Linked DNA regions of Astyanax mexicanus: region 1 is linked to region 2. Evidence: chromatin contacts called from public Hi-C data. All regions are on one chromosome and are shown on one strand. Each heading gives the region's core, a stretch centred on a gene start, on an enhancer-like site or on the middle of the called end of the contact. The rest is flanking DNA. Distances are from core to core; before and after follow the strand shown.

The links. A called contact is a pair of places that touch in the nucleus more often than the background predicts.
Region 1: a Hi-C map of muscle shows a contact between it and region 2, with 6 times the contacts expected there. The contact joins the promoter of tp53bp2a here to the promoter of LOC103027427 in region 2. A contact is called at or near these places in 2 of 3 Hi-C or Micro-C datasets (both in muscle).

The regions. Positions count from the first base shown.
Region 1 is chr25:27,054,717-27,060,931 of AstMex3_surface, forward strand. tp53bp2a (tumor protein p53 binding protein, 2a) reads right to left here and starts at 1,432. Exons shown (of 20, transcript XM_049472189.1): 1 at 816-1,432. The coding sequence starts at 842.
Region 2 is chr25:26,796,474-26,803,036 of AstMex3_surface, forward strand. LOC103027427 (cytochrome c oxidase assembly protein COX15 homolog) reads left to right here and starts at 2,915. Exons shown (of 9, transcript XM_049472094.1): 1 at 2,915-3,049; 2 at 4,457-4,641; 3 at 6,118-6,240. The coding sequence starts at 2,975. It overlaps cutc (cutC copper transporter homolog (E. coli)), which reads right to left and starts at 2,995. Exons shown (of 10, transcript XM_049472095.1): 1 at 2,899-2,995; 2 at 1,344-1,455.

The sequences.
Region 1 (6,215 bases), core at 182-2,681, 260 kb after region 2:
CCAATTTTACCAAATTATGTAAAAGTCAGATTTAATGGTAGTGGTAGAATTATGTAGGTTAGAACTAGTACTAAATAGCAGTTTTTAACGAACTTTTAAGAAACATTTCCATTTATGTTGTATTTATATAGTGTTAACTATAATCTACTGTTGGGTTAGATTTTATTTACTGCTATAATACAAGATATTCAGATTAACATAGCGTTTAAATATGTTAGAACTAGTGTTACATAGCATTTTTAAGTTTTTTTTTTTTTCCAGATATACAGTTGGACTTTCAGAATTGCATCATTCTGAGCTGTATTGTTTTGTTTTGTTCTTTGTTTGTTTTTTGGGCAGCAGGTTTAATGACAAATTGAAGTAACAACTTTTACCACAGTCAGATGTAAAGGTAGTGGGTTTTCTAAGGATTACTAGAATGTCTAAAAACAGAAAACAACAAACATAAAATATTTACTTTTTCATTTACTAGTAAGATATAACTTACATTTCCGAATTTCCAGACTTTCCATAAATTTCCAACTGTTTTATGACTTAATATGCAGATAGTTACTGTTGGTATGAATTAACATCAGTTTTAGAATTTTCAAGACACATTTATGTTTATGTTGTATTTTTATAGCGTAAACTATAATCTACTGTAGGGTTAGACTTTATTTGCTGGCTATAGTAAAATATATTCAGGTTAACAAAGTGTTAAATGTGTTCAAATTAGTGTTAAATAACATTTTTTAAGTTTTATTCTTTGTCAGATACGTTTTTCACAACACAACAGCAGATTTAGTGAGGTTTTCACAAAAAAAGTTTGGACTTACCGGCATCATTTTTGAATCGTATCGCATTTAATCCAATTATTGTCCGTTTTATTTGTTTAGTTTTTTTTTTGACTCAGAATAAACACTTGTAGCTAAGCTAAGCTAACTATATTCTTCACACAGTGATCAGTTGGTTAGCGTTAACTAGCGACCGTTAAAGTATTCCACACTTTTTCCAGCGTTTTCTCCTTTTCTCGTCTTTTTCTCACAGAAAAAAACTCTTTTTAGAACTTATCTCCTTTGTTTAGTATCCGGAGGGACCTGTTGCGGGTGGGTCCGCGGTCCGAGGCCTCGGTTTTCCCGGGGGAAAGTTCGGTAGAAGCGGGTCGGAGTATCGGGTTCTCAGGCGGCGCTGTTAGCACGAAGCTAACGCCTCAGGAAAGTTTACCTGCGCGGAGCTCCGTCTCCTCCGTTTCCGAGCAGGATACCTCCTAAAACACACCGAACTTTTCCGAAACGCCTCTGTAATCCAGTCAGGGACACTCTAAACATCCGAGTTTTTGTCCAATTTCCGAGTTTTTCTCCTTAAATCCAGTTTTTCAGGACATTTTTCCCGACCCGTCCGCGACCGCCTCGAATATCCAAACGAGTTACCGAGTCCTCCTCCCAGCCCACAACAGCACAGCGCGACTCGGATCCGCCAGGGAGTCGTTCTAATGAACCGACTCAAACAGATCCGAGTCCCGAGATTTTTTTTTTATTCTTATTATTCTTATGCTTTTATATTTGTATTCTTATGTACTTAGTCCATTTTTATAAATTTTATTCATTTCTTATCATTCTTATAATTTTATTTTACTTTTACTATTATTATTATCTTTTTTGACATTTTATTTGTTTTATTTGATAAATTATTTATTTTTTATGGTCATTTTTTATTTTATTTTCCTATTTATATTTATATAAAATATATATAATAAATTATAATAAATAAAAAGTTCATTTTATTTGGACTCATTTATTTTGACTCGGAAGTACTTTGAAGGCAAAAAATAAAATAGATACAAATAAAAATGAGAATAAAACAATAATAAAACGTGGTTTAATAAACATGATAAGATTCATATAACAAAAAAACAAATCAAATTAAGCTAAAACTAACTTTTACATAGCATATTAAAAAATAAATAAAAAAACAAAATGTAAAAATGTATAATAATAATAATAATAATAATAGTAATAATAATAAAAGGAACTAAACAAAAATAAGTTAAAAAGCAATAATACAAAACTATTAAAACAATAAAATAAATAAAAAGGAAATAGAAGTGTGAAGAACTGAAATAAGAAATAAAAACTAAGAATAAATAAGATTAAGTAAGATGTCTGAAGGTGGTTAGATATTAAACGTAAAAAAAGATTATATATATATATTCATTTATATTAAATGCTTCATTTAAAGCTTTATTTATTTTATTTGTTTCCTTATTATTTCGAATTTCTTTTCATAATGTTTACAATTCCTTTTAAACTGTAAATGCTCGGCTACTTTATATAAGGATCACCATAAATTAAACTGCAGCAAATTCATAAGAGCCAACTGAATCGAACTTCTTTGTTTCGGATCATCTCTGTCTTTACTCTTAAATAAATATAATTTCTTATTATAACAGTACATTAAATACATTCTTAGAATATATTGTAAACTTGTATATTCTACTGGCAAAATATTTTATAATGATGTTTTAACATATATCGATATATAAAATCCAGCAGCATGATTATCAGTACTCTTCACACCTTTGACATTTGCTTAATAAAGTGTGGGAACAAGATGATAATAAGTGGCCACGACTTAAACTGGTAAGAAAAGAGCTGGTGTGATCTTTATCTTTATGTGAGACTTATTTTGTGTAAAGAAATTCACGAACATGTTCTGTATAGAACTGTATAGTTCCTATTAATAATAATAAGCATGTTTGATATTTTTATAAAAACAAACGACAGCCCACCAATATTTGAATATTAAAACATATAAAAAATATTTTAATTCAAACGTTTCTAGTTTTTGGCCAAAAAAACTTAAAACACTCAATTCTTACAATGTTTTAATAATTAAAAGTAAAACAACAGTTGATGTACTTTGTCCTGCGCACTGAATCAGACATGTGATTCACCGAAACTGAATCGGTTCGTGAAAAGTGAATCAAACTTTCCATCAGCAGGACCAGCCCGTTCCTGAGTGACGTGGAGCGGGAGGGGGAGCTCGAGCTGGAATTTCAGCTCCACCCCGCGAGCCACACACACACACACACTATACACACACACACACTATACACACACACACACACTATACACACTACACATACACACACACACTATACACACACACACACACACTATACACACACACACACACTGTACACACTACACGTACACACACACAGATACACACAGTTCTTCGTAACTGATGAACTCTGAGAACTGTATCAGATTAAGTCTGTATTTGTGTTTCTGGGTATTTTAGTTTAGTAAATATTTAGTATATAACAGCTCTGTCTCAAATCGCATTTATTAATTTATTATAGTTAGAAGAAACTGTTTAACACAGACTGAGAGAGTATATCTGAGTAAATAAATATATTTAATCTCAGTTCATTTAATCTAAGTTAAGAAGTGAATTTAATTTGAGAAAATTAGTAAATCTATGAGACTATATTTAATTAAGCTGTATACTGAGTCGACTTAAATACATTTATTTACAATAAGTAAAATAGTCTGAGTCTGATAGATTGTTTGTAAATAAATGAGCATCTCATTACATTTGTAATTAAATATTGAGTAAAAATAGTAGAATTAGTATGCTATGCGAGTAAATGTACGTACAATAGTACAAATTAATTATTTTAAATGGAGTACATTAATAAATTAGTACTTTTTAATAATAAATAATGAGTAATTTTAATAACATTACCGTGTTTACTCAAATTACATTAATCTACTCCCGTAGATCACTGTATTTACTTAAATTTCATTAATCAACTCTACGTGATTTTAAGGCACTATAAACTCCCATAATGCATCAGGATGTATAGGGTTAAATGGCAATAATTAAAAAGCAATATCCTCTCTTGGTCTCGTTATTTCCGCTACAACTGAACAATCTCGCCGCTTTTAGACTCTTTGTCTCGTCATTTCCGCTACAACTGAACAATCTCGCCGCTTTTAGACTCTTTGTCTCGTCATTTCCGCTACAACTGAACAATCTCGCCGCTTTAGACTCTTTGTCTAGTTATTTCCGCTACAACTGAACAATCTCGCCGCTTTAGGCTCTTTGTCTCGTCATTTCCGCTACAACTGAACAATCTCGCCGCTTTAGACTCTTTGTCTAGTTATTTCCGCTACAACTGAACAATCTCGCCGCTTTAGACTCTTTGTCTAGTTATTTCCGCTACAACTGAACAATCTCGCCGCTTTAGACTCTTTGTCTAGTTATTTCCGCTACAACTGAACAATCTCCCCGCTTTAGACTCTTTGTCTAGTTATTTCCGCTACAACTGAACAATCTCGCCGCTTTAGACTCTTGGTCTCGTTATTTCCGCTCCAACTGAACAATCTCGTCACTTTAGACTCTTTGTCTAGTTATTTCCGCTACAACTGAACAATCTCCCCGCTTTAGACTCTTTGTCTAGTTATTTCCGCTACAACTGAACAATCTCGCCGCTTTAGACTCTTTGTCTCGTCATTTCCGCTACAACTGAACAATCTCGCCGCTTTAGACTCTTGGTCTCGTTATTTCCGCTACAACTGAACAATCTCGTCGCTTTAGACTCTTTGTCTAGTTATTTCCGCTACAACTGAACAATCTCGCCGCTTTATGCTCTTTGTCTCGTCATTTCCGCTACAACTGAACAATCTCGCCGCTTTAGACTCTTGGTCTCGTTATTTCCGCTACAACTGAACACTCTCGCCGCTTTAGACTCTTGATCCCGTTTTCTGCGCTACAACGGCGCATTCTCGCAGCTTTAGACTATTTAGCTTTTAGACTCTCCTTAACACAGTGTCCCTATGTAGGTCACACTCCTGAGGGAGTGTCTAAATTCACTCCTGTTTTTACCGCTACTTAGTGAACTAAACAGTGTCTCACTATATAGTGCACACTAATGAGGGCGTGTCCGAATTCACTCCTGTTTTTACCGCTACTTAGCGAACTAAACAGTGTCTCTCTATATAGTGCACACTAATGAGGGAGTGTCTAAATTCACTCCTGTTTTTACTGCTACTTAGTGAACTAAACAGTGTCTCACTATATAGTGCACACTAATGAGGGAGTGTCCGAATTCACTCCTGTTTTTACCGCTACTTAGCGAACTAAACAGTGTCTCTCTATATAGTGCACACTAATGAGGGAGTGTCCGAATTCACTCCTGTTTTTACCGCTATTTAGTGAACTAAACAGTATCTCTCTATATAGTGCACACTAATGAGGGAGTGTCCGAATTCACTCCTGTTTTTATCTCTACTTAGTGAACTAAACAGTGTCTCTATCATTGACAGTATATATTAACTGGACCAAGCCATCCCGCTGATTTCAACGGAGCCAGGTGAGGCCAATCGTGTCACTTCCTGATCGGCGTCTCGTGGGGCGTTAACCGGGAAAGTGAGAGATTGCGCAGGCGCCAGCATGACGCGAATCTTCCGCGTGCCGTGCAAACAACCGTACTGTTTATAGGAGCTGCACAGAACTATTAACTCCACAGTGAGAAAAGCTCAATTCCGTCCTAGAATGGGGCTTTTATTAAATGAACAGCAGATAAAAACTAGAATTACTGATATCCAATATTAGTCCACGGATTTACTGAAGAATATTCATAGTTTGTCTATATAACAAGCATTTAGAAACTCAGTAATAAGAATAATAAATGTGTAATATAAATTACAGTTATATCTATACATTATAATTCTCATAGTCTATCTTATTTCTATTTACTACTATCTTACTATCTACAATGTATTATAACTGATAGTAGTAGTATTATATTTGCATAATAAGAGGTTACTTTGACCCTGCTCTAATTCAATCAGCTCTGTACTTTTAAATTAAGAGGAGCAACTTCTCCAAACATTACAGCACGGTATTTTGGGTCGCTGTCTTTTTACGTCATCGTTAGCATAGTTGTATAAAAATTTTATTTTCTAAAGCCATGAACAGATTATTAATCTTATGGATCAAATTGCAGAAAATCCGTTCTTTGTAGAAAAGAACACGGGTCGTGTCATAATCGAAAACGGCTTGGAAATACATTTATTATTGGTTCAAAGACACCCCGAAATGAATGGAAGTGAATGGATAGCTTTGCTCTAATGGTCCTCTCATTCCTCAGCAGCACACTTCCGGTGGCACGTTTTGGAAGGGAAAAGCTGGGGGCCTGGTCTCTATATATAGTGCACACTAATGAG
Region 2 (6,563 bases), core at 1,665-4,164:
AGACATTATCTACCTATAAAAAGGAAATTCATTATTCCAAAATTTTGCATAAGAATACATGGGAAAATGTCTACAAAATAAATGTAGCCATTTTACATATATAGGTCATTTGTACAGTTTTTATGATACTAAAGAGTGTTAACCTGGGAATATATATATATATGTTTTTTTATAAGGACAATAAACACTATAACTCACAGGTATAATATTAAAATTTAACAATATTCTAATTAAAAAACTACTAATAAAAAACAGAATCTCATATGTGTCTCCTCCAGATTGCAATCAACCAATTAAAATGCAGCAACAAGCAAACACAAATAATCGCTGACTAATCGAAATAATAAATCACATATTAGTCACCTAATTAACCGAATTAAATCATTAACCCCAGCCCTACTGACTAATCGATCAATTGGAAAATTAATCAACAGATTAGTCGACTAACAAAACAATCATTAGTCCCAGCCCTATCGACTAATCGACAAATTTATAAACAGATTTTAATCCCAAAACAGTCATTAATCCCAACGTTATTGACTAATCAACAAAATAACCAAGTAATTATTCAACTATCAAAACAATCATTTGTCCAACTCTATTTACTAAACAACAGATTAGTTGACAAACAATTATCAATCCCAGCTCTATTAACTAACCGACAAAATAAATCAATTATTAAATCGATTATTCGACTATCAAAACAACCATTAGTCCCAGCTCTATTAACTAATCAACAAAATGATTAACTGATTATTCGACTACTAAAATAATCATTACTCCCATCTCTACTGACTAATCAACAAAATAATCATTTGATTATCTGACCATCGAAACAATCGTCAGAATAACAAACGGATTACTCGACTAACAATCAGTAATACCACTCCTACTGACTGATAGACTAATCGTCAAATATAACAGACAGATTATTCGACTTCACAATTGAGTCAAATGAGCAGTTTTTTATTTAATAATCAGTATTTCAAAGACATATATTAGATTACTTGTTTACTGTTTAGGCTGCATTATTGTTATTTATTATTGATTATTATATAATATGATGATTTTTCTGATTGTTGAACTGCAAATTGATGCAGACAGGCTGATCTGCACGCTTTAAACAGCGAATTACAGCAGATTAAAGTGTTTAAATGTGTAAAATAAAGAAATAATGAAGTTTAATAAAGAAGTGAGAGAGTGTTAATCTGCCACACTGCTGCTCACACTCATACAGCGGGATTAAACAGCGATAAACTGATTAAAATCAACATCAGATCGGTCGAATAGCGATTCAATAAGAATAAACCGCTTCAGTTTCAGCGGAATCCGGTTATTTTTACCTTAAAACCGTGTTTTTGGGTCACATTCAGCCTGTAGTTCAGCTCTGTTTATAACCCGCCAGCCCGGGGCTCTGCCGAGATCTGATACCCCGCCAAATCCTGCTCCCCTACTCTATATTTAAACATAAAAATACAATAAAAAGCAGCGTATTTAATAAATAATATCTGTATAATATTTACAAAGTCTGAATCAGTATATCAGACTACAGTTAAGGGAATAGGGCTGATTATAACCCTAGTTTTGTATTTTAAATTGTATTTTTATTATTTTATTAGTAATATTATTATTATCTGCCATGTTCACATTTGTAACAATCAAAAAATATATATAATAATAACGAGAAGACGCTCAAATTGTTTTTTGTACTAAAATAAATAAAAACTATCGTAAAAAAAACTCGAAAACATAAATATATAGTTGCGCGCATGCGTACTGGTGGTAGGAAGCGCATATCCACGGGTAGCCCAACTCGACAGAACACCAGGCAAGACGGATCTGCGCTGTGATTGGTCAAGAGCGACCAACCTTTTTTTTAAACATTCTTTTAATATTTATTTTAAAATAATTGTAACTTTAGATATATTTTCACATTTTATTGGTTATTAGACGAACAGAAAAGTAACCTATTGGTTAATAAATAAATAAACATTTTAACGCAAAAAAAAAAAAATACAAAAAATATATACACGTAAAAAATAAAACTTAAAAAAGCTAAGACATGAACATTCCACACGTGGGATCATTTTGAGCCCGTTTTTAAAAAAATTTCAATTTACAATATTTGTCAAAAATAAATAAAAATAAAATTATAAAACTGCTTACAAAACATGCAAATCGTTTTTTTAATATCACGTGACGTCAGGGGTCAAAGTTGAATCGGGCTTGAATAACACGATTATTTTATGTAAATATTTTATTTGTATTTATATTTTTAAGTCCACTAGCATCAAACACTCTGGAGAGTAAACTTTCCAATTAGTCGATGAAAAATCATGAGAAAAAAAAGCTAAAATAAAATGATAAAAATAATAACATTTTTACTTTTTTTCCAAAATGGCACGTGACATCAGAGGTCAGAGGGGAGTCAGGATTAAACCAAGCGAAGTTTGATTCAGCCGAGTGAACCGATTCATTTCTTTCTTTAGCGATCCAGAGATTATACATTATAATATGTATATTATTTTTTCTTTATTTTCCAGGTTTATTGAAAATGTTAATTTAAAATTATTTTTCTCTAATAACTTATACAATGTTAAAAAAATAAGTAAAGTATTTTTTGTTTATGTATTTTTTTTCTAAATCAACTTTTTTTCTTTTTCTCTAATATCTAAGTAAATGCATTTATTTTTTGCGTTTAAATATGTATTTTTTTATTTCTTAAACAACACTTTTCTCTTTGTCTAATAACTAATAATACAATCTAAAATAAAAAAAAGTAATAGTTATTTTAAAAAATATATAAAAAATAAGTTTTAAAAGTGGTCGGTCGCTCTTGACCAATCAGGGCGCAGATCCGTCCTGCTCGGTTCGGTCGGGAAAAAGGAACCGACTCACCAAATGATTCAAACAACATGGTGCCGGTGTGAGGAAGCGGAGGTCCTGTGTGTGTTTGGATCTACAGGACGGAACCATGCTGCTCCCGAACCTCCGGCACGCGGTGTGCAGCGGCTTCAGGACCACGGGGAGAACCGCGCTGCAGAACCCGGTAACAGAACCCGCTAACAGAACCTCTCCCGCGGGTTTAACGCGCGAGTTATAGCGCTAATTAACGCAGAGGCACGCGACGCTATTAAAGCCTCGTTAATTGAGGTCATAATTAAGGTCAAGAGTCACACCTGTCCTCAGGTACACCCGGGTACACTCACTTATAACCATATACAAACAATTCATACCTCAATTCAAATATTTCAGTATTAATTCATAAACTGAACTCTTGTTATACTCTATATTAGAGCTACAGTGCAACATTCATCAATCAATTGTCTGACAATTTTAGGCTAAATAAAAAACATATATAGAAATTGATGGTAAAGGTTCAGTGTAACGTTTATTAATTTAATTTTCTGCCATTTTGAGGCTAAATGCAAAAATAGAAATTTGGATATAAAAAAAAATTATTTCATCTCTCTCATCTCACAATCTGAATTTCAGGAGAAATTAATGTATTAATATTTTCTTTATTTTCTGACTTTTTTCATTTTTGCATTTTGCAGGTTTAGATTTGTGTTATTGGACAAAAAGTGAGAGAAGATTCAACTTTTCTTTTTTCTTGAAATTCTGTTTGCGAAAGGCTGAAATGAAAAAACTCGATAATTAAAAAAAATTGTGCTTGATACACTCAGAAATGTATCCGTTTAATTTTCTGACGGTTTCACGTTAAATTTGATCATAGAAAATTGGGTGTAAAACTTTGTTTACTTTGGTGAAGAAGAAATAAATCATTTTTTTTATCTTAAACAGAATTGAAAAAATATATATTCTCTTCCCTTTGTTATATTTTATAATCTGATGGTATAATGCAACTTACTTTTGTTACAAGATGCAGAAATAAAAAATTGTGTGTTTTTATTTTTTATTTTTGTCCATTTTTCCTGAAACTCGAACTACACCAAATGGTAAGAATGAAATAAAACACAGGCTTTATGGTCAGTGTAATGTTTAGCAGTTTAATTTTCTGACCGTATCAAGTTAAATTTGAAAATAATGTTTGTTTGTTTTTTTACACTCAGTATATTGATGATAATTATTTTTTAATCCAATTTTCTAGTTCCAATCTAGTTTTTCATTTTAGCCTTTCACAAACAGCATTTCAAGAAAAAAGTGCAACTTGCTAAATGCAAAAATGAAAAAATAAAAACAATAAAGAAAAAAAATATATATTTTTATCTTTCATGAAATTCCTATTGAAATGAAACAACTAAAATTGGAAAAATGGATAGTTTTTTCCTGTACACTGTACTACTATATATATATATATATATATAAATTAAATAATAGTTTTTTACATCCAATTTTCTATTTTTGCATTTAGCCTTAAACTGACAGAAAATGAAATGAATAAACACTGATCTGTAGTGGTAACACTAATTCTTCCTCTTTTTTTTTTCGGTAGCGGACGCCGTTGAGACAGTGGCTGCTACAGAGAGGACAGAACACAGTGGTGGCTGAATCCGGAGCGGCTCGAACCCCCACCGCGGTGTCCGTACCCAACGCCGCTACAGATCGAACCGTGGGCCGCTGGCTGGTGGGATGCAGTGGGCTGGTGTTGGGGGCGGTGGTGCTGGGAGGAGTCACCAGGTCAGTGATGATAAACCTGTTTATCTGGCGTTGTGCTGAATTCTGCACCCCCTCTCGGGAGTGTGCACCCACGTCTTCTTGGCTTTAAATTTTTTTTTTTAGAAAATGAAAATACCCAAGATGCTGTTCTAACTCGACTCGTATAGTAGAATAGTCACGTCACCCGCAGCCTCTCCCGAGAGGGGGCGCTTTTCCTGGCGGGGGTGCTGAAATATAATAATAGTAATATAGTAGTAATATAGTAGTGCTGAAATCTGAAACCTGAACCCCCGCCATAAGAAGCACCGCCTCTTTGCAGCACATACGCACCATCTGCTGTATAAAAGCACTTTGACTTTACTTAGAATTTTGCTCAGAGAGAGGGTGCTTTTTCTGGCGGGGATGTTGAATTCAGCACAACACCGTATCCGATCCACCTGAATTTTTTTTGTGTTGATAGACCAACACAAATTAGCACATGACTGTAAAGTGGAATGAAAATTATACATAGTTTTCAGACCAACTTTCTAGAGACTGAGATTTTTACCCCATAGGCCTTATTTGAGTTTATAATATAATAAAGAAATCCAATCACCACTTTGTTAAAGTAGAATAAGATGAACAGCATGTTTTTACTGCTGAACTGAACAGAAATAACTGCTACAGCAGAAGAAAAGTGTGAGGTGTAGTTCAGTATCATAGTTTAAGGGTTTTATTAAAAGGATGTAGTTTAGGAAAATACTGCTAATAAAATAAACCCCAGAACATTCAGTCCTTTAATTTCTCTTTATTTACTTTAATCCCGTTTTTCATACGTGTATTTTTCTAAAACATGACTTTCCAGCCACCCACATGTAGCACTAAAATATCTGTGATGGAAAGCGGCTGTTAAAAGCTGTGTGTTGGTGGAGTAACATTATATAAAACTCAACAGAGCATCAGATTTTAATAATAAATAGTACATTTATTTGGGGAAATTTAAATAGTTTAGCAAACTTGTGCGGTTCCTCGCTTTTCTTTAAAGACCGGTGTTATGACCGGTTGTGCAACCATGTCCAATCGTGCTTCCCTAGTGTATATTTCAACGTAAAAATAATGAAAGAAAAATGCTTTCAACAGGATATTAGAATAAGCTAGCTAATTAAGTCACTGTATCAAAAAGTTAAGAATTATATTTTTTCTGCTAAGCTTAGCTGATGAATTAGAAGGAAAACTTGCCAAAACCCCTGAACCCCTGTTCCTTACTAGTGTATCTTAAAATACGCTTTATATTCTGTTGTCTTATAGTTCAGAAAATACAGTAATAAAGGACGTGCACTTATATGACCCTGATTACTCAGAATTACATAGTCATTTAATCAAAGACCAGACTCAACTCATGGATGTTTTATATTTATATAATTTTATTAGAAGTGATTTTAATGCTGGAATAAAGACGTTAGAGTGTCTCCAGTTGATGAAGTGATGTTTTCTGATGTTTTCTGCTGTTTGTTTCAGGCTGACGGAGTCCGGGCTCTCGATGGTGGACTGGCACTTGGTGAAGGAGATGAAGCCGCCGAGATCTCAGGCTGAATGGGAGGCAGAATTCTCCAAATATCAGCAATTTCCAGAGTTTAAAATGTAAGTTCAGCTCCTGCATGATGGGAAATTACATTAAATACATTAATAATACTGATTCCAGTATAAACATTCCAATTCCTACTGCTTAGAATTGCTTCACTGTGGTTCTGAAACAGTTTCTTCCCTCAGGCCATCAGGCTGCTAAACACCCACTTTAGCATAGATGTATCAAGTATACAATGCTATTAATGCTTCTTTAATTTAGTTTCTTTAATTTTGTGCTCCTTATGTATGAATTTTATCAGTCAGGTATTAAGGAATACGTGGCTACGTGGAATAAACCGCTAGCTGATAGCGCCCTGGTATACCCAAACACTCAGGGT